Linked DNA regions of Mus musculus: regions 1, 3 and 4 are each linked to region 2. A link is a contact called in public HiChIP or PLAC-seq, Micro-C and promoter capture Hi-C data. All regions are on one chromosome and are shown on one strand. The core of a region is the stretch at or near the end of the contact, and the rest is flanking DNA. Distances in the headings are between cores, read along the strand shown. Region 1 holds the start of Bmp3 (bone morphogenetic protein 3). Region 2 holds the start of 4930467D21Rik (RIKEN cDNA 4930467D21 gene). Region 3 holds the start of Mrpl1 (mitochondrial ribosomal protein L1). Region 4 holds the start of Cnot6l (CCR4-NOT transcription complex, subunit 6-like).

Region 1 (5,879 bases), core at 2,200-4,699, 1.5 Mb before region 2:
CTACATTTCAGATACTCTAGGTCTAGAACAATGAATGATTTTAGTCAGGTGAGCTCCAGGGAGCAAATGGCTCTCTAAGGCTGTGTATCACGCAGCCCGAGTAAGCTCTCCCTCGGAGAACCTGGCAGACCATCGGGCACTCCGTACACGGAGCACAGGCACCTGACCACCCACAAAACCTGCAACATCTTTGGTAGAGAGGGGCACATATGTTGTGGAACTTCAGCGTGTTGAACTGGGAAGGTCGATCTAATTTATTAACACAAGATAGTGTCTTTTGCCTACATCAACTCCGGTCGCCCAACGAAGGGCGTATCTGGATAGTGGTGCTGATGAAGGGAGAAAGAAGTACAAAAGCTTTAGCCCCTTCTGGAGTCCTGCCACTTTACAGCCAGACAGGTCTTATAACAAAATCCTTTCACTGTGTGAGCAACTAAACACTCTTAGAAAGAGTCCAACCTGAGCCACTTCTCCAGGAGTCTCTAGGGAGGTAACATGACACTTCAGCTTCCACAAAACCACACACACACACACACACACATGTGTCTGCATTTGATGAATAAGTCATTAAGACAGTTTGTAGGATGCTAAAGAATTACTTTTCTTATCAGGGAGCATAGCCTTGTATATATGTTCACAGGGGCAAGCCATCATTTCAAGGGAGTGTCTGGCCTCTGCTAAAGAGTTTATCATCTGATGGTATAAGACACAGTGAGGCTGACAATGGATACTGGAATTACAATGAGTAGAAAGAGCGAGAGCCCAGATGGTAAATAGTTGTTACCCAGGACTTAGTCTAAAATCAGTAGCTAAACAGTATGTGTGGAAGAGACAAAAAAAAAAAAAAAAAAATCCAAATTTACCTTCAAATGTTGTTACACGCGCTAAAAATAAAATCTGTTAATGCAAAAATGGCTTGTCACTTGGACACCCCAACTACTCTCTGGGAACATAAGCAAATAGAAATATCGAAGCCAGGATGATTTAAATATCTTCCTTACTGCCACCTGCTTTGCCCACCCACCAGCTTCCTTCCAGACCTTGTTAGTCCCACGGTGCTCTTTGGCTCAGCTCTGCCCTCAGCAATGCACTAATGTAAACAGATGGGTCACTGGTGTCAGGGCTATTAGAGTTGTCTCTTCAAGTGGCTAGAATGCTCAGCAGCAGGCAGAATAGGTTTCTAGGTCCTAAGTAGAGGACAGCTCTTTTCAGATCCTGACCGTGGATCTACGAAGCAAGTGAAATTTGGCTTAGCTCAGCTTCTAGCTAAAGACTTCTTCTCTGCATTAAAAGCATAACTCACATTTATTGTAAATGGCGTCGTGCCCGTGAGCTCCAGAGTGAATTCACAGTGGCTTTCCTTGGTGGATATCCCCACCTCCCCGCTCCCAGCCCTCACGAGTGAGGTCAGGAGAAAATTCATCTAGTGTTTTGGACAGAATGGAGAGAGCACTAGAGACACAGCCTCCACCCTTGAACATTCCTGACTGTTCTTCAACCCAAGTCTGGAAGGCAGACTTTTCAATCACCTTTCCTTTAATCCTGAAGGTAATGTACACAAACCCTAGTGCATCCTTAAAGCAGATCAACAGTGAGTGTCCAGAGATTTTGCCCTCACCCTGTTATTATAAACTGTTCGCTTCAGCACAGGAGCTGGCAGGGGTGGGGTGGGGTGGCTTTAAGCCATGAATTTCAGCCTCAAGGATCTGTGTTGAAAAAAATAAACCAAAAAAAAAAAAAAAACCGGGAAGATGAGATTTTCATCGCTGATACTAAGAGGTGTTTACTCTCCACCAGAGGAGGTCTCTTCCCAAGCTAACGCTTCCCAGCTTGGATCTCGCAAGACTTATTTGCCAGATGGGTTAGAAATAATCTAAACACTCACGCACCTGGTTTTGTTTGTGTGTTTGCCACTAGGGGACTATCAAGAAGAACGTGTCAGATATAGCAACCCAAAGGTCGCAGGAGTTAAGAGTGAGTTCTGTGTCTGGAGAAGTGCCTGTTGAGTATGCTTTTCTCTCTCTGGGCCCAGGGTTGGCATAACATGGCATTCACTTCGATCTAAACGCTGCCAAAGCCCGTCGGAGGGAATTTATGCCGAGCAGAGCAATTAAATCATCAGCATAAGATCTCCGTAGGGGTGCCTGGAAGAGGGCTTCTGGACCCTGGGTGTCCTCCCTTGGCCTCTTTCCTGCTGCACCTCTAACTAAGCCTTGCCACTGTCCCAGCTTTTCTTCTGCTTTCCCGTCTCAGTTGGGCTCAAACTAGGCTTATCCGGAACGTCCCTGGAAAATTCCGAGAGGGCAGAGGGGACCAGACGGCAGCATATGAGAAAGGTCCCTACAGTGTACCGCCAGGAGACAGCGGAGTGGAGTGGCACGGCGGGAGGGGCTGTCCTCTGCACCCCGGGGTGGGATGGGCTCCCTCTCCCTCCCACTCACCTGCGGCTGCGGCTCTGAAGCTGCGGACCGTGTTACCACCGCGCAGGGGCTGAGGACCCGGGAGCTGCGAGCCCGGTGTCCGGGTAGCCTGGACTCTACTGCTGCCGCTGTACCTGTCATAGAGCCACAGCATATGCTCCGACACCTTGTCGTGCGGCCTCAGGTCCGGACTCGGGCTACCACCTGTCGCGCGGTCGCTTGGCTCAGTCTCACGGAGTCCCGGGAGGTGCAAGTTTGGTCTCTGTCCCTGTGCCAGGTTCAGGCAGAAGTAACCTAGCCATAGACAGAGCAGCCCGCGCGCCCCGGCCATAGCGAAGTCCTGCTGTCGCACCGCTCTACTTCGGGTCGCCCGCGACACCTCGGAGGCGAAAGGGACGGCGGCAGAGCCGGGGTGGTGCTCCAGCTGCGGAGCGGGACACTGAGAGCCGGGCACAGCTGGAGCGAGGCCGCGAGGGTCGGCAGGTGGGCTCTGGGTGGCAGCCGCGCCCGCTCAGCTCCTCTCGCCGGCCAGCCGGAGGGCGGAAGGTCTGGGCGAGCGCAGCCGAGTTGTCAAGCGCGGGCTCTCCCTTCCGTGCCACCTGAGACTGGGAACACCCGGCCGGGCTGCCGCTATGGGGATCTGGATCTGCGCTCCACCAGCCTGGGACGCGTGCCGGGGCGGGGTGTGCGCTGTCGCAGCCAGCTGAGTTCTCAGAGGACGTGTGGTGTGTGTGTGTGTGTGTGTGTGTGTGTGTGTGTGTGTGTGTGTGTGAAGACAGACAGACAGACAGAGAAAGAGGGAGACAGGGAGACAGAGACACAGAGACAGTGACGAACAGAGAGACAGAGATAGAGAGACTGGTTCTGTTCCTTCTTGTCCTGATCTGATCTGTCCGGTCCGCCTGCAGCGAGTTCTCCCTCTAGCCTCTGGCTCGCCTTCCTAAGGCAGCTGGAGCAAGACTACCTCCAGAAGAGAGAAGCCTGGAGCGAAGTAACCAGGGAGCCAGAACCAGAAGGGTAGGGAGAGACTAGGGAGGGCGCACGGGGAGGGGCAGGTGGCGCTGGCGAGGGGAGGATGGAGGAAGAGTAGGAGGGACTTTTTAAAAAATCTGAGCACAAGTGGCTACATTCCTCCTAGCAAAAAGGCAGAGGCAAGTAGCAGTTTCTTTTCCCTTATTTGTTCTTATTTTATTTTTTGTTTTTTGTTCCCTTTGTTTGTTGTAGAGGTTTTGGCTATTTGCAGTTTGCTTTGTATTCCGCTGATTCCATATAAAATCACCACTATACGAACACCACAGTTGGCTCCTTCCCTGGGACACTTGGAAGGGCCCTGTACCCAGACACCTGCGCTGCCCTCCTACAGCTTATTCTTCATAGAGTTTCTTTTCACATACATCCTCATCTTCTTCGGAGGAGATAAACAAAATGAAATTCCACCCCATGTTTTAAAAAGATAAGCTAACTACCACAAGTCCAGCTCGCACTGTCAGACCTCTCTCAATAGGTTTCCTTGAAGACAGCTGATGTGAGAATGAGTCAGGGCCTTTAGGAAGAACCTGGTGTGCAGACTCGAATATAACTAGTTCTGTTGTCCACGCCATGCCAGCACCCTATGGTGTCAGAGAAACATTAAACTGCTAGCCAGCACTGTTTACTGCAAATAACATATCCTAGGTACTTGTCATCCCCTGTGTCCAGACAGGATTTCACTGTGTAGCCAGGGCTGGCCTTGACCTCAGACCCCTGCTGCTTCAGCCTCTCTAGCACGCGGGATCCAGGCCTATATCACAAATCATGGGCCGTAGGCATTGTGCATTGTTTTCAAAGAACCTTCAAACAAATCCCATGTTGCAGACTAAAAGACTGAGAGAAAAGATGATTCCTAGCAGGTGGCAGAACTGGGCTCCAAACCCAGGGAGCCTGACTTGCCTGACTTCTACTCTAGGATCTCTACATACTTAAGAATGGAACGGACATTTAAATTGGCTTAAGCAGACTATGCCCTTGCCATGGCTCCTGGCAGTAGGACTCTCAGTCAATGTCCCTTTTGGGAAACTGTCCCATCTCTGGTGCATTGACATTTTTGAAAAGAAATAGGTTCGCAGGTCACAATGAGCCTTCAACATTTAGTTTCTCCTTTGTTGGGGAATGATAAACCCTCCTAGAGTTTTGTTGGAGTAATACTAGAAACCAGTACTCAGTGAGTGGCACAGGTCTGGTCTTTAGTAGACTCTCAATCCTTTTATCCCAAATTATCCCAAATGTATCCCAAATGCAGACCATGGTCTCCCCCTCTCAGTCACTTCTCAACCCACTGTTCAGCTGTTTGAATTCTGCCCTTAGTCACCCTGGGAACAGCTCTGCAGATAATGCCATAGACTTCAAGAGTGGTCGAGAGGCTCCAATGAGATCATGTGGGTGAGCTTCGCCTGGCATAGAACACATAATAGCTTTTGTGATTAATAATAAAAACCTAATTGCAAAATTCAATAGGCACTGGAAGGCTAACCCTTTGATTTCCCCTGTGAGCCTTTGTGTTCCCTCCCCTCTCTGCTTTTTCTCAGTTGTGTGAAATGTCCTTGCAGCAGCTTCCTGCTCTGCCTCAAAGCAAAGCCAGATGGAGAAGGAAGTCCTCCACTCCTCCTGCACAACGTGGTCACTGTGACCCATCAGTAGATAGTTTCTCACAGCCAGAGCCCTCAGGATGGAAACTCTATCCTCTTTCTCTCGGTATCTCCAAGGAACTGCTTCCCTCATGCCTTTAACTCTGGTTCATATTTCCACTGCACAATTTGTTGCCCTATAATCTATATGGTTCTTTTAATTTGTACCAAGCCACTGCACGGGGACTGGAAATGCTGCATACCTGCATGCCTTCGCTCCTTCCTAACTGAATAAACCTTCACTTCTCTGTGCTTGTATTTTCTCCATTGCTCAAATAACACACACACACACACACACACACACACACACACTTACACAGAAGGCCCAATATTTGGGGGATTGTACATTGGAAACCAGACCCTAGTCTATATAGCAAGACTAAGACCCTTCCAAAGGAGAGGGAAGACGAAGGGAGGGAGCAAGGGAGGGGATAAGAATGTTGGTGATGGGTGTGTGTGTGTGTGTGTGTGTGTGTGTGTGTGTGTGTGTGTAATATTAACATAGTTCCCAAGATATTTTAATTGCTTAGGGAGAGTTGTCTGAGTTTGAGGAAAATGGCCTGTCAGTATGTTATCAAACTATATCCGTCTTTATACTTTAGTGACCAACTATTAGATTTGAACCAAGCAAAGTAAAGGAGGTGTTCGACGTAGTGGAGTGATCCCTATTAGGGTCTTTCAGCTGTAACTCAGAGACTAGTATCTGGATATGGAAACCATTGAACCAAGTGGTAACACTAGGAGAAATCTAAACCCTAAACTGTTTTATGTCATGTACATAAATGCCCTACCAATG
Region 2 (5,934 bases), core at 2,028-4,527:
AGAAAGTAGTAAATGAATTGCAATATCAAATTAGAGAAGAAAGATGCCAAACATGTTTGGCAACACAACCAAAAGTCAATGTCAAAGAGAAGCAAATATAAATATAAGACATAAAACAATAAAGGTCTCAGAAGAAAACATCTGACTATGACTATAGACTGGGCATGGAATTTCTAATCAGTACAAAAAGGTACTCACAAAATTCAAAAAGCAAGCAATTCATGTCTGTTTAAAAAGTTAGCATTAGGAGGTCTGGAAAGACAGCAGTATCTTGGTGGGAGAGAGGCTCTGGATTCACTCTTCAGTGGAAAAGTTGGAGAGACGCTGACAAAAGATGAGGTTGAAAAAAATCAGTAAACAGGAAAAGATGATATTCACTGCAACTACTCTTATAACTAGCTCCATAAGGGAGTCAAACCAGAATACACACACTTGAAAAGCAACCTTTAAGAAGAGACACAGACCCCATAATCAGCATCCAAACGCTGACACCATTGCATACACTAGCAAGATTTTATCGAAAGGACCCAGATGTAGCTGTCTCTTGTGAGACTATGCTGGGGCCTAGCAAACACAGAAGTGGATGCTCACAGTCAGCTAATGGATGGATCACAGGGCTTCCAATGGAGGAGCTAGAGAAAGTACCCAAGGAGCTAAAGGGATCTGCAACCCTATAGGTGGAACAACATTATGAACTAACCAGTACCCCGAAGCCCTTGACTCTAGCTGCATATGTATCAAAAGATGGCTTAGTCGGCCATCACTGGAAAGAGAGGCCCATTGGACACGCAAACTTTATATACCCCAGTACAGGGGAACGCCAGGGCCAAAAAGGGGGAGTGGGTGGATAGGGGAGTGGGGGTGGGTGGGTATGGGGGACTTGTGGTATAGCATTGGAAATGTAAATGAGCTAAATACCTAATAAAAAATGGAAAAAAAAAAAAAGAAGAGACACAGGCCATTCATGTCGCAGGTGGCCCATGCCTTTAATCCCAGCATCCAGGAGGCAGAGGCAGGTGGATCTCTGTGAGTTCAAGGCCAACCTGCTCTACATTGTGAGTACACCCTGATGGCTCCTAGAGTAAATTTGACTGGATCTTCAGGACAGCTAAGGCTATGTAAAGAGAGACCCTGCCTCAAAAAAGAAAAAAATGGACAGAAGGAAAACAGGAAGGAGGGAGGGGGATAGAAAGGGAGGAAAGGGAAGGAAGAGAGAGAGAGAGCGCAAGAAGGAAAGAAAGGAAGGAAAGCAAGCAAGAAAGGAAAGAAGGAAGGAGGGACTGATGGAGAAGAAATGGGAAAAAGGGAAAGAAAAAGAAAGAGAGAAAGAAAAGAAACACAGGCCAATAAAAAAAAATAAGCAAAAACTTAAGCAGCCACTTCTCAAAAAGGAAACAGAACAAATAATAAGCAGGTGTTCATTGTCACTAGTCACCAGAAAAATGCAAAATATGCCACAGTGCAATACATCCATTGCTGCACAAGAATGGATAATAGGAAAAGAATGGAGAAATCACATGCGTTGCCAATGTAAGAAATATCAGATATGAGACTTTTCATCAAATACTATAAGACATGTATCTAGGACAAGGAATTAAGTTCTTTCTAGTTCCCTCACCTGTAAGACCTTTATGCTAATGTTTTAATTTTCTCTACCCAGTAAAACCTTTATTTATATACAGGTCCTCTGCTCTAGTCCAGGAATTTGATGTCCTGGAACAGTGGTCCCTTCCCCTTTCATTTTCTGTGCACCAGTTTGTTTGTTTTTGTTTTTTTGTTTTTTTGTTTGTTTGTTTGTTTGTTTGTTTTTCAGACTAGCCATCTGAGTAAGACTGTAAGGCCCCCAGCCATGGGAAAAAGACACAGCCTCCCCTAGAATTAGAATAAAAACCAAAGGTGCTTTTTGTATGTGTTCACTCTTCTGAGCACACCCTCTTGCTCAAGGGTTTTGCCTTGTCCAAACCCTTCATGTGGAGGGGTAGTCTCATTCTTTGTAACCTGGCACATATTTCTAAGAAGAATGAAGAAGATTTTTTTTTAATTTGGAAATTTGCTTAGGAATATTTATAACATTTGAAAACCATTACATTCTCCAGTCCAGGTGAATATGTACATAAATATTCAACAACATTCTGTCATGCTTTCCATACTATTCCAAACTGGAAATACCACAAATAGCCATGAACAGTAGAGTTTCCCAGTGAATTGGAAAAAACAAACAAAAAATAAAAACTTAGAAAATGGAATATCAAACGAAATTATAGCAAAGCTTCAGTCTGAACAAGATGGCTGAAACTCACATGTAGTGAATAAAAAAAATACACAAACAAAAAATGAGGACAGTGTGATTTTTATATATGAGACCTACTCGGTAGGACTCCAGAGGATTAGAGAACAGACTACCTATGATGGCATTGACAATCTGGTTTATTTAGTTACATAGGGCTGTTCAGACGTGGACAAACTAAAAGGCTAAAACTGAGTCCAAGAGTCTCTCTTAGGTCAATGGTTAAGAGCACTGGCTCCTCTTCCAGAGGACCTGGGTTCAATTCCCAGAACCATATGGCAGCTCACAACTGTCTGTAACTCCATTTCCAGAGAGGCTCTGCCAGTGCCTGACAAATACAAAAGTGGATGCTCATAGCATTCCATTGGACAGAGCAAAGGGTTCCCCGTGAAGGAGCTAAAGAAAGTACCCAAGGAGCTGAAGGGGTTTGCAGCCTTATAGGAGGAACAACAATATGAACTAACCAGTACCCCACCCCACCCCCAAGCTCCCTGGGACTAAATCACCAACCAAAGAAAACACATGGTGGGACTCATGGCTCTAGCTGTATATGTAGCAATGGGAGGAGAGGTCCTTAGTCCTGTGAAGGCGCGATGCCCCAGTATAATGGAATGCCAGGGCCAGGAAGCGGGAGTGAGTGGGTTGGGGAGCAGTGGGAGGGGAAACCAGGAAAGGGGATAACATTTGAAATGTAAATAACGAAAATATCTAATAAAAAAAAAAAAAAAAAAAAAAAAAAAAAAAAAAAAAAACACCAAAAAAACTGAGTCCAAATAGAAGGCTCATCAAGTTGAGTTCAATCCCTGGGACCCACACGTTGGAAGATAAGATTTCTACAAGTTCTCTGACCTGCACATGTACCACTGCACACACATGCAGGTATGCAATGAGTCCCATACCTTTTAAACCGAGAAGGACTCAGCTCCTCTCGCTCCGCCCTTTCCCAAATGTGAACATACTGAGGCCTGAGAACAGGAAGCCTCACGGGCTGGGACAGCAGACTTCCGGAAGCGCCCTTAGCCCCGCCCCTTCCGCCCGTAGGCCTTCCCGCCACCGGTCTCTGCTCGGCCTGGCCCGCTGAGGTCCATTGCCAAGGCAACGACGCCAGGATGAACATCCGCAATGCCCGGCCCGACGACCTGATGAACATGCAGCACTGCAACCTGCTCTGCCTGCCGGAGAACTACCAGATGAAGTACTACTTCTACCATGGCCTGTCGTGGCCCCAGCTCTCCTACATCGCCGAGGATGAGGACGGCAAGATCGTGGGCTATGTCCTGGCCAAGATGGAGGAGGACCCCGATGATGTTCCCCACGGGCACATCACCTCGCTGGCCGTCAAGCGCTCACACCGGCGCCTCGGCCTGGCCCAGAAGCTCATGGACCAGGCCTCACGGGCGATGATCGAGAACTTCGGCGCCAAGTACGTGTCCCTGCACGTCAGGAAGAGCAACAGGGCGGCCCTGCACCTGTATTCTAACACCCTCAACTTCCAGGTCAGTGAGGTGGAACCCAAGTACTATGCTGATGGTGAAGATGCTTACGCCATGAAGCGGGATCTCTCTCAGATGACTGATGAGCTGAGAAGGCAGCTGGTGCTGAAGAAGAACAGATATGTGGTTCTGGGCTCCGAGGAGACCCAGGGCGGCACACTTCCTGATGCTGGGGAGGCCTGCCTGCCCAAGAACCCCACAAGCAAAGACAGTGGCAGCAGTGACAGCACTGATGTCCAGGACAGCTCAGAGGACTTGGATTCCATCTCCTAGAGCATTTCCTGAGGTATTCTCTTCCTTGGCCCCGCCTCCTCTGTACCCCTTTGAGTCATAGCTTGGCCTGCCCAGTCCCATCTTGTCCCACCCTTTTGTACTTGTGCTAGGTTTCTTCCTGAATGCAGTGAAGGTGTCCACAGTGTTACCCTTGCCGCATTCTTGCTAAAAGGAAGATTTCTTGTTGAAATCCAACAAGTGTTTCTTTTTATAGAAAATAGGATGTGTTGAACGATAGACTATGCAGCCAGCGAAATGCAGAATGGGAATGAAGGGCAATAGGAAATTTGACAGAAGAATGTCCTGGCCTCTCCAGAAAAGAAGTAGTATTTTAAAGAGTATGGGCAGCTGGGGGTGTAGCTCAGTGGTCCTGCTCCTGCTTAGCATGCTGGATTTGGCTATCACTACCACCAAAACAAGCACAAGAATTTTCTAGTAAACTAAAGATAATAGCAACCAAACAACCATGGGGGGGGGGGGTACTGTTGCAATCTTCATTCAAACAAACCAAGACGACATTCTCTAGTCACCCAGTCAAAATTGGGACGTGGACTCTATTCTATTAAGTGTGTTAAATGTAAAATGAAGTAATTATCCTACAAAAATACTTTTTTTTAAGTCAGATTAACTAATATGATGGGTAGAATTTGAATTAATATACACCAGCAAAAATAAAGGGACAAAAAGCAGTTCTGATGAGGAATTCAAATAAGATAAACAGCCTAAAAGGGGAAGGGTTGCAGTGGGGCGCTGAGGCGTGTTTATCTAGCCTGTGAATGGCCCTGGGTTTGATCGTAAGGACTGCAGAAAAGGTCTAAAAATAAAATAAGAACGTCAGCCTTGTAAAAACTGTTGAAGGCGAGAAATGTCTCCTCGTGGGTTCCTTATGCTGTCTTTTCACTCTGGGATTTGTGAAAATTTACACAAAAACTTAGAGCAAAGTATTATACTTGCTAAAAACATTCTAAGAAGCCACTAATGCACACATAGTAGCATATGTCTATAATCCCAGTTCTTATGAGCTAGGAGGATGTTGAGTTTGCAACCATCCTGGGCTAGTGAGATCTTATTTTTGTTTCTTTATTCCTATATCTTTAAGGTAAAAGAAAAGCTGAGCTGGCTCAGGGGCTCCAGGCACTTGCAGCCAAGCCTGGTGGATTAAGTCTCAGTCCCTGGGACCCATGTGGTAGAAAAGAACCAACTCCCAAAAATTGTCTTCTGACCTTGCTACACATGTGCCCACAAGTACACACAAATAATTAAAAACACACACCAACAAGTACCTTTTTAAACGCTACTGTCTTAGTAACAGGCTTAGTCGTACTAATAAAATACCACAGTAGTTCTTCCAGAAAAAAATTATGTCATGTAATTCCAGGGTCCATGTGCCAAGAGCAGTTTTAGAGTTTCCGTGGGATTCATCTGATCCAAGATAAGGGAAGACTGTAAAGGGAGAGGTAAAACTGAACAAAACAGATGTGTCATCAGACTCCTACCTGTCTTATAACCTTACTAGACAGACAGTCACTTACCTAAAGTGCACAAGGCCTGGGTTCTATACACAGAACTGTGTTTTCTTAAAAAAAAAAAAAAAAAAAAAAAAAAAAAAAAAAAAAAAAACTTTTATCACTGAAGAATTTATTTAAATAAACAGATTTTTTTAAAACATTACATCTTTTAAAAATCTCTCTAGAAGGATGTAGGAGATACTGATCACTTCGGGTACTCTATGTCTCTTCATTATTGTTAGTTGAGAACAGGGCTAATAAGAGTTGTTTTAAAAGGCTACATCTGAGATGTAGTAAATTCAGAAGCCCTTATGACCTGAGAAATGAAAACATCTGCTCATCTATTAGATAAAGAGAAAAATACCAGAAAAGA
Region 3 (5,915 bases), core at 708-3,207, 1.2 Mb after region 2:
TTCGGGATAGCATTTGAAATGCAAATAAAGAAAATATCTAATAAAAAAAAATAAAGTGACAAAAAAATCCAAAAAACAAACCTTCTGCTTATCAAATATACTTTTTAAAAATTAAGAATTGAGGCTGAGGAGACTATCAGCAAAGTGCTTGCCATGCAAGCATGAGGGCCTGCATTCACCCCACCACACATGTAAAAAACACTGAGCACAGTGACTCTTCCTCCAAATTCCAAAACCAGAAGGCTGATCGCTGTGACTCACTTGGCCAACCAGACGAGGCTAATCAACACACTCCAGGTCCTAGTGACAGACCCTGCTTCAAAAACAATGGGATGGAAAAGTTATGAGAAATATCACACTACATGCATCCACACACATGTACACACATACCTTCCCGCATGCACATACAGTGAAAAGATGAATCTAAAATGGGTAGAGTATATTTGCAACATGTTCACTGGACAAACGAGTTGTATCTTGAGTGTGAAAGAGCAACACAATTGAAAAGTAAACAAGAAGGATAAAAAGACTTCAAACTAGAAAGGAAATGCCAATAGTGTGAAAGCTGTCCACTGAGTAGTATTACCTTATTAGTAAGCAAGGATACATCAATTTAAAACACATTATAGAATTCCATATTAGCACTACTTAAAGAGTGCTCAGTAGACCTATTATAATCTGCAACCACAAAAAGGTTACACTAGCATGTGAAACAAAGCACTAAATTATACTGTTCAATGCAACAGGCAATACTTTTAATAATGGGCATGCTGGAGATGCCTGTCCCAACACATGGGAGCCTAACCCTGTCTCAAATTGTTTTTGTTTTTTAGCAAAACTTAATCAAGAAAGCAGTGTCTACTTTTATTGTGGAGATGCAGTTTGTAAACTGGATGGTCTAAGTACCATTGTTTTACAAGCACTGGAATAAGGAAGGTTATGAAGCTTATGTTCCTGGCCAGTGGGGAGACAAGACACAATAAATAGAGGAAGGAGAAGGGCTGCAAGGTCAAAGAAGAGGGGGAGTTGATTGCATTTTAAAAGTAAAGATCAATTTCATATGAGAGGTGACGGAGCTCTTACTGTGCAAGCATGAGGGGTGAAATTCAGATTCCTGGCAGCCACATAAAAGCTGGGTAAACACAGTGCAACACCTCCCACCTCCAGGGGCTTCACTGGAGACAGTGGGATCCGCAAGCTCCAGGTCCAGTGACAAACTCTGCCTCTGGAAACAGCCTGGATACTGGCTGGCAGAAGAGAGCCTCCATGGGCACACATACATATGCACTCACACACATGTGAACATGTATACATAGACCAAGTACACATACACATGAAAAAGATCTTATAGTGTATATGGCACTGTGAATTCCTATTAGCCATGTCTAACGTGCTCAGACATGGCTATACAAAACACTACAGAATTAGTCTCCAAATGATAAACACGATAGCCTCTGTAAATTTACTAACTGGAATCGCCTTTATTCATAAACACGCCAAGGTTCAGATATTTACAGATGTAAATCACTTCATATACCACCTTTCCCTTCAGGGCTCGCTTATCAAACTGAACACGCCCGCTATCCCACACACACAACAGAATCTTGCCTTGTACTCCTCACCCCTGACTATAAGTACTGCCAATGTATTTCCGCTCCCATTTCATCCTCAAAATGACCTGCTCCAAGAGAGAACCCTTGCGTTAAGTGTCGCTTTTAAGCACTGATGACCCTCTGGGCTGTGGAGCCCAGAAGATCACGGAAGCATTTCGAGGACCGAGAAGCTGACCGGTGCCTACGAGATTCTGCCATGGATTCCGCTGCAACAGGAAACTTGGCTCTAGATTTACTTTCCACGCAAGAACACTGCTCCTCTTACCTCTACGGAGGCACCTTACGGCCGCCGCCATGTTGACTGTTCCGGATTGTGCTGACGAAGTGGGTCCCGGGTTTCAACTGCACGGAAATGCGAAAAAGGGTTCCGCGCGGAAGCTGGCAAAGGGGGAAGGAGTTGGTAGGAGCAGAAGAGCAGGGCGGGGACGACCTGGCTTCAGTGCCCTCGTGGCGAGGTTCCTGTCGGTTCCCTGTCTGAGACTGCCTTTCGTGGCTCGGGTTCAAAGGTTTATCAACCTTCGGGGCGGGGGTGGGGAATGGCTTTGTTGAAAACTCTGTAATTAATTATTCATTCCTTCTTATTTTTAATTTTGGACCCTGCAGATGTACTCCGAACGGTCATTTAAATAGAGGGAACCTGGTTCTCTGACTAAAGTCTTGAGAAAGCTGAAGTGTCCCCAGCTTCCTTCGCTATACTCTTGGCCTTCTTAAGATTCGGTTTTTCTTTAAATGAATATTGCTAGGCGACCGTGCGCGGAGCTAGCGTGTGCGCGCCTCTGAGTTCAATCTTCTTCATAGCAAAGAGAAAACAGAATCCATCAAACTTCGCCTCCACCCAAGGCGGGCCAGGAGGTCCCACTCTCTCACCCCCTTCCACCCCCCTTTGAGCAAACCTTAATCTTTCATCCGTCTGCTTTTTGGTTTCCGGCTGCTGGCAAGCTGTGCTGATCAGACCTAAGGAGCAGTACACTGCTTGGAGTTTTCGAAACACGTCTAGGGTTTTGTTTTGGTTTTTGGAGTTTGTCTGTTTTTGTTTTTGTTCTACGTAGCCAATTAGAGACCAGTGCACAGGTTATTCTGACCCCTTCCTACCCCCTACCCCCCCCCCCCCCAAAAAAAAAACATCCGTTATGTCTCAGCTGCCCGTGTGGTTTCTCTAAACCAAGTCTGGTCAGGAATTAATTCATAAGAATAAACTCCTCCAGTAATTGGCCATTTCCAAAGGCTCACTTACGGGCCTCTGCCTACCTCCTCAACCAACAACCTTCCTAACACACATGCGAGTGTACACATAACACACACACACAAAGAGAGGGAGGGAGGGAGGGATGAAGGGAGGGCAGAAGACACATTTCTCACCTCTGTGACATTTTTCCTCTCTGGCTTTTGTTTGAATTATTATGCAACACATTAACAGTATTTTTTCCCCTTAAGATTTAAATTCAGACTCTGCTCATTGTTGGCAGTCTCCTTTCATACTTCCAGGACTGAATTATGGCCACTTCTTCCTGGTTTTATGTAATAAACAGAATTAGTAATTTTTTTATTTATTTGAAACAATTCTGAGACCTATTATTCTATATAATACAATTTACCAACCTAAGTGTACAATTTAGTGGGGGGTTGAGCACACAGAGCTGTGCAGCTGTCACAATGTATCTCCCCATCTCTTTGAGCTCTTTGTGGGCAGCAATCATGTCGTTCATTTTTGTAACCTCAGCACATACTACACACAGCGTCAGACCGGAAGGAAGGTCTGCAGTAAACGTTGAAAAAAAAAAAAAAATGAATCCATGCTTATATGAATTAGTGACTTGATAAGAATTTCAAGCCTGCAAAACTTGGCTTCCTGAAGCTACTCACAGAAGATGGACCTCATCAAAGCTGGAATTTTCCAGAAGCTTTATTTTTATATTTATACCTAGTAGCCATCTAAATGAATAAGATTGTTACTTATAGACTGTTCTTGTTAACATGTAAGCAGTTACTTCAAAAGCTCTGCGACTGTTTAAAAAAAAGTAAAGAAAACCTTAGAACTTGACTCTACTTTGATAACTTTGTTTCTGCTTGTCCTCTTTTCCTTCTATGCTCTTTTCACACATACCTGAGCAACTACTAAGTACCAAACCTTGTGCTTAGATGCATAGATAAGAGGGAGCTGGAAAACTGGCAGTCACCTCATGATACTTAAAGTTAACTCCGTCTAAGAATATACACAAATTCTCCTGTTGCTGGCTCTTAGATTCATCTCCACAGCTGGAGTCAGTTGGTCCTCACCTGAAAATGCCTACCATGAGAACACAACCATCCAGTCAGAACTCACAAAATGTAATAAGCTTACAACAGTATTATTATTAAAACAATGTCCTGTATAAGTTCAATGTACCTTATTGCCTGCTTTGGTCACCAGAATCTGATGGCATTCAACCAGTAAGATCCAGAGTTCAGATATTTGCAGATAGATAGATGATATTCATTAGCTTAAGACTTTAGAAAAACTATAAATTAAAAGATACTCTGAAATAGGCACTCCATTATAATGATCATGACTTCATTATCATCGTGACTGGATTTAGAATTATGTAGGAGATTGAGGAATACCTCTGGGTATTTCGGTAATGATATTATTTCTAGAGAGAATTAATTAGTGGGGGAAACCCATCCTGAATGTGGGTAGCACTGTCCTGTGGGCTGTGAGCCCTGTGAGCTCTGACAGAACAAAGGGGACATGAGAGAAAGGCAGCTGGCAGCTGAGTGCTGGCTTCTTGCTGCTTGCTTTTGGTCATGGCACAAGCCACTCTGCTATGTGTTTCCCCAGCTATGATGAGCTGAATCTTGTAAAACTATAAGTCAAACTAAATCCTTCTTGTTTTAAGACATTTCTGCTAGTTATTTTGGTCACAGTAAGGAAAAGATAACATATACCAAATCTCTGAATGTTTGATACATAAGAATCCCTCCTTGTTAAAGAAAGCCATTTTGGTTAAGTGGGGAATATTCTGGAGTCAAACTTCCTGCCTCTGAATTCCAATCCTGAGTGTGTGCAAAATGGAGCAAGTAGCTATAACCCTCTGGGCCCTGTTCCCTTATTTGTGACATGGGGCTAACAATGAGATAATTTTCTGAGAACTGTACTAGAGTGTCTGTCACAGAGTCAACCCTGAACGAATACTAAATGTTGTTATTAAAGAACCAGATAAAATTCTTAGTCAGAATAAAAAAAAATGAAGCATCTGCTTATTAAAACCATGCATAATATCCTTGTTCCCACACATGCTAGGATAGTGCTTTTATTAGTATTTTCAGTCTCTTGTCTATGTCGTTCATCTTAAAATACAAGGTTTGCCAGTTGATTTCTAGGAAGGCTTAGCCACTCCAGCAGTCCTGGCAAAATGCCAGTAGCCTCCCTACTTGGCTAGTTTCCCTGGGGGAAAAATATTTAAATATGTGCTTAAGCCTGCAGTTGTTTTGATCCACATCTTCAGACTTCTTCAAGCATTTCCCAGTTCATTGGGAAATTTGTACTTGAAGAAAAGCTACTTCCTCCTGTTTGAGGTTAGAGTTGAAAGAAAAAAAATAAGAAAAAGTAAGGAAATCTAATTCTTTTCTCTTTCACTTCTGTGTAAGAATTATTAAGAAGGCCTCATCGAACTCAGACTGGCTGCTCTCCACCCCAAGATCCTCTGATCCATTAAGTATGGAGTAGGAGCCTGAGCATTTGCATTTACAGTAGGTTCTGGGGTGATACTGATATAATGACCTAGGGACCACACATACAAAAACTCCCTAAGAAACATTTACACATGTTTAACATTAACATGGGGAGGAGTGATTATTCTGTATAAAAATATAAAATCCTCCCATGGATAATTGAACTCCTGTTATCTTCTCTAACTTTACTCTGACACTTCTAGGTTTCAGCATCAAAAGTCTGCTGCCAGTGGACATAGTTTCCAATGCTTGCCTGCCAACCTTGATTTTAAGTATTACCAATGCTCGTGTTGCCTTCCCATATTATGGCCATTTCAGAATCAGGTTATGGTTAACGTTTTTACTACCCAGAATGATAGCATTTCAGTATAAAAGTTGGAAGTTCCGTGAGTGACATAGTAGAACTCATATTATCTTGTCTCTCAGAGGCAGGAGCTTCTTTGGTTCTCTAGGAGTCTGGCTTAATTACAGATTGAACTAGGGGATTCAGAACTGTGCAGTGCTAGGCTAAGAAAAGCTTAACAACTGGTTCTACAGTACAAAGGAAATGAATTTGTAACACTTGCACATTTTCATGCTGTAAATTCTCTC
Region 4 (6,193 bases), core at 850-3,349, 1.2 Mb after region 2:
ATGTATGTGTGCTTACTGTGCAGGACCTAGAAAGCTACCTACAGGCATTTGGAGACATGTGAGACATGTAAGTATCACACTTATCTGACTTAAATTCTGAAGTCTTTATTTTCCCCCTTTGCAACATTTGCTAGTCTTTCTATTTTGGGAGTATGTGTCAAGAAATTTACTTAGTCAGGTGCTATACAGGCAGGTTCACTATTCTGGCCTCCTGGGGTAACTTGTTGGCTTTGTTGTTTGGCTTTGTTGTTTACAAAGCCAAAGATTACTAATTACTATTAGTATCTTGTCAGGTTGGACTAAACCAGTTGGGATTGAATAGACTTCTTGCATGATTAAGGCCATCTTAACACCTCTTACATAAAGTGTTGCTGTTGGTGTGTGTGTGTGTGTGTGTATGGGGGTGGGGAGGAGGGGGGGGGGAGAAGTTGCTAGTAGGAAATAGAAACTGAACCAGGATGGAAAAAAGGTAGCTGGTAGGTTTTTTTTTTTTTTTTTTTTTTTTTTTTGACCCAGAGGGGCTTTTTCACTCATTCACACTTCCTGGTAACAAGAAGAAAATGCAGTTCAGTTCTCCATAAATAATTTGCATTTATAATTGCACCCCCTTCTTCTCTCAAAAGATAAAGGCTTTAAACATTCAATAACAAGGCCTGAGAAAAAGGCAACCAACACGGTGCCTTAAGAGTGCTGAAAACAACATATATTTGAGAATAAAACATATTGAATCGACTCTGGACCGGCGTCGGTAAATACCCAGCACAGAGCCATGCGCCGGGAGAGACGGAAAAGTGCAAAATCCAAGGCAGCACTCTGCCTTGCAGAGCACATGCAATTTGCTTCTAGCTTTGTTGGAAGAAGCTTCAGGTGGCACAAGTAAAATCCTCCGGACTTAAAATAGCAAGCTCCATTCACACGGTAACCAATAATATTTCCAGTTTACACTTAAATGTTTTCACTCCGTAACCGCCGCAAACTGCCAAATACAATTTTATCGCGAGAGAGGATTAAAAATAGGACGGGGTTATCGCAGAGCGTCATAGGCTTTTAAACCCACCTCCCGCCATGCAATTTACACATGCTGTTTTTAAAAAGAAGAAGAAGAAGTCAAGAAACCCACTGAGGACGTCAGAAAACATTTCCTTGGGTCGTTCCACCTCACCTGAGGTCTCCTTAATTAACCACCCAGAATGCCCTGAGCTCTGCTGTGGGCCTGCGTGGGCCAGCGTCAGGAAACAGTGCAAGCACCCGCGTGTCCCTTCCCCATCCCCAGCATCAGCACCTAGGTTCTGCTAATCGTACGAGTCTTCTCGGCTTCTACCCTCCACTCAATCTAATAAAGCAGTTTTTTTTTTTTTCCCAAAACACCAGCGAGGGCGACGGTAAGAAGCGAGCCAGGCGCTTGGCCGTCCCGCGCGCACGCGCAACTCCCGAAGCGCGGCGCGCCGGGGCCCCGCCCCCTTCCCCTCACCCCACCCCTCGGCGCCGGGGAGTGACTGACTCCCGCCAGCCCCTCCACGTCAATCAACTCTCCTCCTCCTCCTCCTCGCACTCTCTGCACCTTGTTATTAATCTCTAAAGCGATAGCGCCTGGACTTCTCTCCCCGGCCCTCGGGGTTGTGAGCGTGTGTGAATTAGAGCGAAGGCATCGAAAGCTCGCGTCTCTCTCTCTCTCTTCTCCCTCTCTTTTTCTCTCTCCTCGGCCCCGGCCTCGGCAGCGACCCGGCTCGGCATCGACCCCCGCGGCGGCGGCAGCCTCAGCGCCAGGAGGCCAAGGCCAAGGGCGGGCTCCGCGAGGCTTTCGCAGCGGCGTCTCCGGCGACCGCGGGCCCTCTCCTACGCGCCCCGGTCGCCCCGGTCCTGCGCGGCGCGGCCCGCGTCCCCCCTCCCCGCCCCCCGATCCGTCTGCTCTGCGCTCCCTTCGGCCGCCCTCCGCCGCCTCGGTGGTTCCTCAGGCGGCCCGGCCCGGCCCGCCCGCCCCGCGTCCCCTCCGGCCGGTGCCTCTCCCCCCGGCGGGCTGCCTGCATGTCTTTACTGCCCTCAGCCCCGCCGCCACCGCCGCCGCCGCCTCCCCCGCCGCCGCAGCCCCAGCAGCAGCCGCCCCGCCGCCGCCGCCGTCGCCGCCGTCCGGACCCTGGCGCGCTGAATGCAGGTGAGGAGGGGGCGCGGGCCTCGACTCCCGGCCCTGCGCGCTCGCCTTCCGGGGCCCGGCCTCCCGCCGCCGCCGCGGCCCCTCGGGGTGAGCGGGCGGGCGTGGGTGTTTGTGTTTGCGTCTGAGGTCTGGAGGGGAGCATCTGTGGGGCCCTGGTGCGCGCGCGCGTGTTTGTGTGTGTGTGTTTCCCCAGCCGCGGGGAAATGGCTGCTGGTGCTCGTTCAGGGCCCGCGGAGGAGAATGAGGTAGAGTGTTTCCGTGCCTCGGAGTCGGACCGGGAGTGGAGCGAGGGGGAGCGCGTCTCCCCGGGGAAGTGAGGTGGGCGAGGGACGAACGTGTGTGGGTGTGTGAGTTGGGACTTTGGCGGGCGGGAGGCGGCCCCGCGGCGAGTGGGTGTGCGTGTGTGTCGCGTGTGTGTGTGTCTGCGTGTGTGTGTGTCGGGCGGCGGGAGCCGGCCCGCGTCGCCTCAGGGGGCGCGGGTTCCAGGCCGTGTGCGTGTGGGGAGGGGGACGGAGTCGGGGACCCCAGAGCGTCGAGGTCCTTCCGCTTCGAGGCCGGGGCTCAGAGCCTCACAGGTGAGAACGGCTCGGCGGGAACCCACGCCGTGGACGCGGGAGGCAGTGCGGCCCCCACGGCGGCGGGCGGCGGGCAGCGGGGGCTCGGGCCGCGGTTCCCGAGGCCGGGGCCGCGGCAGGAAGCGCGCCGGCCTGCAGCGCGGCCTAACCGTCTTCGCGCCCGGTGGCCTCCCCAGACGCTCCTGGGACTCCGTCCTCGCGCGGGCCCCGGGCGCTGCCCCGGGCCTGGCCAGGTGAGGGTCGGGGGCGGGACACGCGGATCGTGGTCGCCTGTGCCGCCTCCGCGTCTCCCAAGGGGAGAGGAAGGCATATTTTGGCGTTCTAACTGCAGGCCTTCCCAGGCTGGCGTGGGGAACCCGAGGGAAAGTGAATCAAAACAGGAAATCTCGGAATTCGTGGGGTTCGGATCTCCTCTTTCCGTCCGTCCTTTAAGGCTGTGCGAGCAGAGGCTTGAGTAAATACGTTCTTTGTTGTTGCAGTTGTTGCAGCGGATACTTTATCGTTGGTTAGATTTTTCACTTCCCTGGAAATCACTCTGGAAAGGCAGAGAGGAAGAAAGGGAAACTGGCCTTGTTGGCCTGTGGTGTTGGTGGGATTGGATCAATTTTGTGAATTTGAAATGGCTTATATCCTGCCTCCTAGAGGGAAAGGCGTGGACACAGAACTGAGGAGGTCAGTGAGGAAGAGGAAGTTCCCGGAGCTGTCATCTTAACCCTACCGGCGGCTTATTTAGCTTAGACTGTTTAGGCGGATTGTGTTCAGGAGTTTAGCTGAGCTGTTTGTACACAGTGAAGGCACGCTACAGCAGTTTTAGATGCTATCTTACTGATTCTCGTTATCTTAATTCTCCATGGAGATAGTCATGTGCAACCAAACGTGTTTTTCCTTAAGTCTCCCAAACCTAGATCATCAGCCTCTATGGTCAATTTATTGTGTGCTCCTGGAAAGCTATCTCAAAACAAAAAGCGGAAATAAAGGTAAATCTGCCACTGAGTGAATAGGGCATTTCAGAACTGTATGTAAACGGTATTTTAGTTGCCGACTAACCTCACTTTTTATATTTGGGTCTAGTTAGACCACACAGCTAGACCTTGACTGTGGGTGGAGTCACACAATACTGTATCATTTGAAGCTTTTAGGTCGTGGTCACTGTAATGACCAGAGATTGCTCTTTTCTGAACCTAGGCTCACAGAGAAACAGTATGTTCTTCAATGGGAGGGTGGGGGTGGGGAGAGGAGAAGTAAAAAGCTGTTTCTATCAACATTACTCGAGGAACAGCCGAAGTGTGGAGTTTAATAGGAAAAGGGTCTTAACTTTTACAGACTAGTTAGAACCATGGCCATGTCATTAATACTTATTGTCATGTTCTCTTGATGTCTAGGATTTGTGTATCTGTTTTCTTGTATCAGGAAGATGATACTCTTTCAGTAAGGTTGTGAGAGGCCATTGAGAAAACATGTTTGGCATATAGTAGATGCGATCTTTTACTACTGCCTGCTACTGCTCTGATTATAAGTATCGAAAAGTTTTTAAGTACAAATACTCATTAATTACCTGTAGCAATATTGCTTAATTGTGAGTTAGGGGGTCGAGAAAATACAGCTGGGGATGTAGCTTTGTGTACAAATATGTGGGCCCTGGGTTTGGGTCCCAGCAATGAGGAGAAAAAGTATTTCAGAGGCCTTTAATATACATAAAGTCTGTGTAAGCATATGAGATGTCCTTTTTTTTTTTCTAGACGTAAAATTGTCAATGTAGCCTTGCATGTTAGTTTATAGAAAATAGCCAAACTTGCTATATTTATTATTTTTGATTAGTTTTAGTTTCATTACTTTTTAATGAATTTAAAAACATAGTCCCTGGGAGAGGATCCTAAGTTCTGTAAGTTGATTACAATCAAACATCAGAATAGATGAAAGAAGTAGATTTTATATACAGCCACAAACAATAAATGTTACAAAACTGTTACATAATTCTTTTAGTTCAGGTTGACAGATTCTTGTAAATAAAACCTTTGGGAGCATCTTTCTGAGTTTTTCTACCATCCTGTAATAATCTGCTGTTTCTATTTTGTATAGAGTGGGTAGTAAATGTGCTATTTATTGAGTTTTAATTTTTTTAAATTTAAATTTATGTTTTTGGAAAACCATAATGGTGAGGGGTGTAAAGTAAAACCAGTGGAAAGGTTAGAAGAATTATACTTTTTAAAATTAAGTGTTTGTTTTTGAGAGTCTTGTCTTGTAGAGCAGGTTTACCAAAAACTTACAATCCTCTCGCCTTAGCCCCCTTATGGCAATTAGAGGCATTTGCATTTCACTTGGTTCTAATTTAAGAGGTTTGTTTGCTTACTTGCTTGCTTGTTTTATGTTTTAGGGAATGAGGATAAAGACAGTAGTGAGAATGTGTGAATGATTTCATTAAGTCCCTTAAAAATACTAGTTTGGGGGGTTGGAGAGGTAGCTGAGCAATGAAAGGAACATTGTACTCTTTCAGAGGACCAGAGTTGGGTTCCTAGTACCCATGTTGTGCAGCTCACAAGTGACTGACAGCTGTAGGGGATCTCACACCCTCTTCTGGCTTCAGAGGGTACCTACATTCAGTGCACATCAACCACATATAGATATATAAACATATAATACAAAGTAAGAAAATGAATCTTCAAACGCTCAGTTTTCCTAGTTAGATCTTATCTTTGTCTTAATCAATAATCTTAGTATTTTCTAAAATTTGTAAGTTAAAAGTGAGATTTTCTAAAGTTTCAAAATATTCGGTGAAAGTTTTAATATATAAACATCCAGGCTTCGGAGATGGCTCAGCAGGTAAGAGCACTGACTGCTCTTCCGAAGGTTGTGAGTTCAAATTTCAGCAACCACATGGTAGCTCACAACTATTTGTAATGAGATCTGATGCCTTCTTCTGGTGTGTGTGAAGACAGCTACAAGTGTACTTATGTATAATAACAAATAAGTCTTTAAAAAATTATTATAAATATCCACTGAAAAATTTGACACTCGAGAATGCATGTGTGTGCAGGGTCACTGGTTCCACTCTGGCTCCATTAAGGTTCAAGATCTGTATCTGCAGCTTCGTCTGCAACCTTTCCCCTGTGACCAGTTCCCCTTCAGATAATTCGATAAATCTGTACTTTTAATGAAAGAATTGTTAATATATCTAATGGGAGTAGTGCACACACACACACACACACACACGTAGGGACAGCTTTATTAGAAGGCAAATGTACTTTCATTTATCTAACATACAAAGTTTTAGGTATCACTATGGTAGTTTCAAACAAAATTTGTTTTGATTTAACCCCATCTCTCCTACCCTTTAATCCTCTTTGTTTTTATCTTGACCCACTTTATGGTTTCATGTTATATATGTTCTTAGTCGTCCTGTCCCTTTTCCCTCCTCATGATCTCTTTACTTGTTCTTGGTATCCATTCTAGTATTTTAGGCTTTATC

Evidence for each region. Promoter capture Hi-C pulls out the DNA fragments that hold promoters and counts their contacts. Hi-C and Micro-C count contacts between places; a contact is called where the count stands out from the background. HiChIP or PLAC-seq counts read pairs in DNA pulled down with a chosen protein or histone mark.
Region 1: an H3K4me3 HiChIP or PLAC-seq map of stem cell-derived neural progenitor cells shows a contact between it and region 2, with 5 times the contacts expected there. The contact joins the promoter of Bmp3 here to the promoter of 4930467D21Rik in region 2. A contact is called at or near these places in 1 of 39 promoter capture datasets (hippocampal neurons) and 1 of 115 datasets of contacts at active chromatin or transcription factors (stem cell-derived neural progenitor cells).
Region 3: a promoter capture Hi-C map of embryonic stem cells shows a contact between it and region 2, with 2.6 times the contacts expected there. The contact joins the promoter of Mrpl1 here to the promoter of 4930467D21Rik in region 2. A contact is called at or near these places in 2 of 39 promoter capture datasets (embryonic stem cells and pre-B cells).
Region 4: a contact with region 2 is called in a Micro-C map of embryonic stem cells, with 7 times the contacts expected there. The contact joins the promoter of Cnot6l here to the promoter of 4930467D21Rik in region 2. A contact is called at or near these places in 1 of 484 Hi-C or Micro-C datasets (embryonic stem cells) and 1 of 115 datasets of contacts at active chromatin or transcription factors (large pre-B cells).

Annotation. Positions count from the first base shown.
Region 1 is chr5:98,851,985-98,857,863 of GRCm38.p6, reverse strand. It overlaps Bmp3 (bone morphogenetic protein 3), which reads right to left and starts at 3,449. Exons shown (of 3, transcript NM_173404.5): 1 at 2,442-3,449. The coding sequence starts at 2,751. It overlaps Gm34563 (a long non-coding RNA gene), which reads left to right and starts at 3,357. Exons shown (of 3, transcript XR_389376.3): 1 at 3,357-3,437. RefSeq lists a promoter at 3,362-4,225 and a silencer at 4,563-5,067.
Region 2 is chr5:97,389,760-97,395,693 of GRCm38.p6, reverse strand. It overlaps 4930467D21Rik (RIKEN cDNA 4930467D21 gene), which reads right to left and starts at 3,277. Exons shown (of 8, transcript NR_045981.1): 1 at 3,187-3,277; 2 at 199-324. It overlaps Naa11 (N(alpha)-acetyltransferase 11, NatA catalytic subunit), which reads left to right and starts at 3,364. Exons shown (of 2, transcript NM_001033191.2): 1 at 3,364-4,066. The coding sequence starts at 3,397. The coding sequence ends at 4,053.
Region 3 is chr5:96,206,157-96,212,071 of GRCm38.p6, reverse strand. It overlaps Mrpl1 (mitochondrial ribosomal protein L1), which reads right to left and starts at 1,957. Exons shown (of 9, transcript NM_053158.3): 1 at 1,879-1,957. The coding sequence starts at 1,909.
Region 4 is chr5:96,157,896-96,164,088 of GRCm38.p6, reverse strand. Cnot6l (CCR4-NOT transcription complex, subunit 6-like) reads left to right here and starts at 2,099. Exons shown (of 12, transcript NM_144910.2): 1 at 2,099-2,152. Gm52799 reads right to left here and starts at 2,294. Exons shown (of 2, transcript XM_030254979.1): 1 at 2,198-2,294; 2 at 143-1,950. The coding sequence starts at 2,294. The coding sequence ends at 1,334.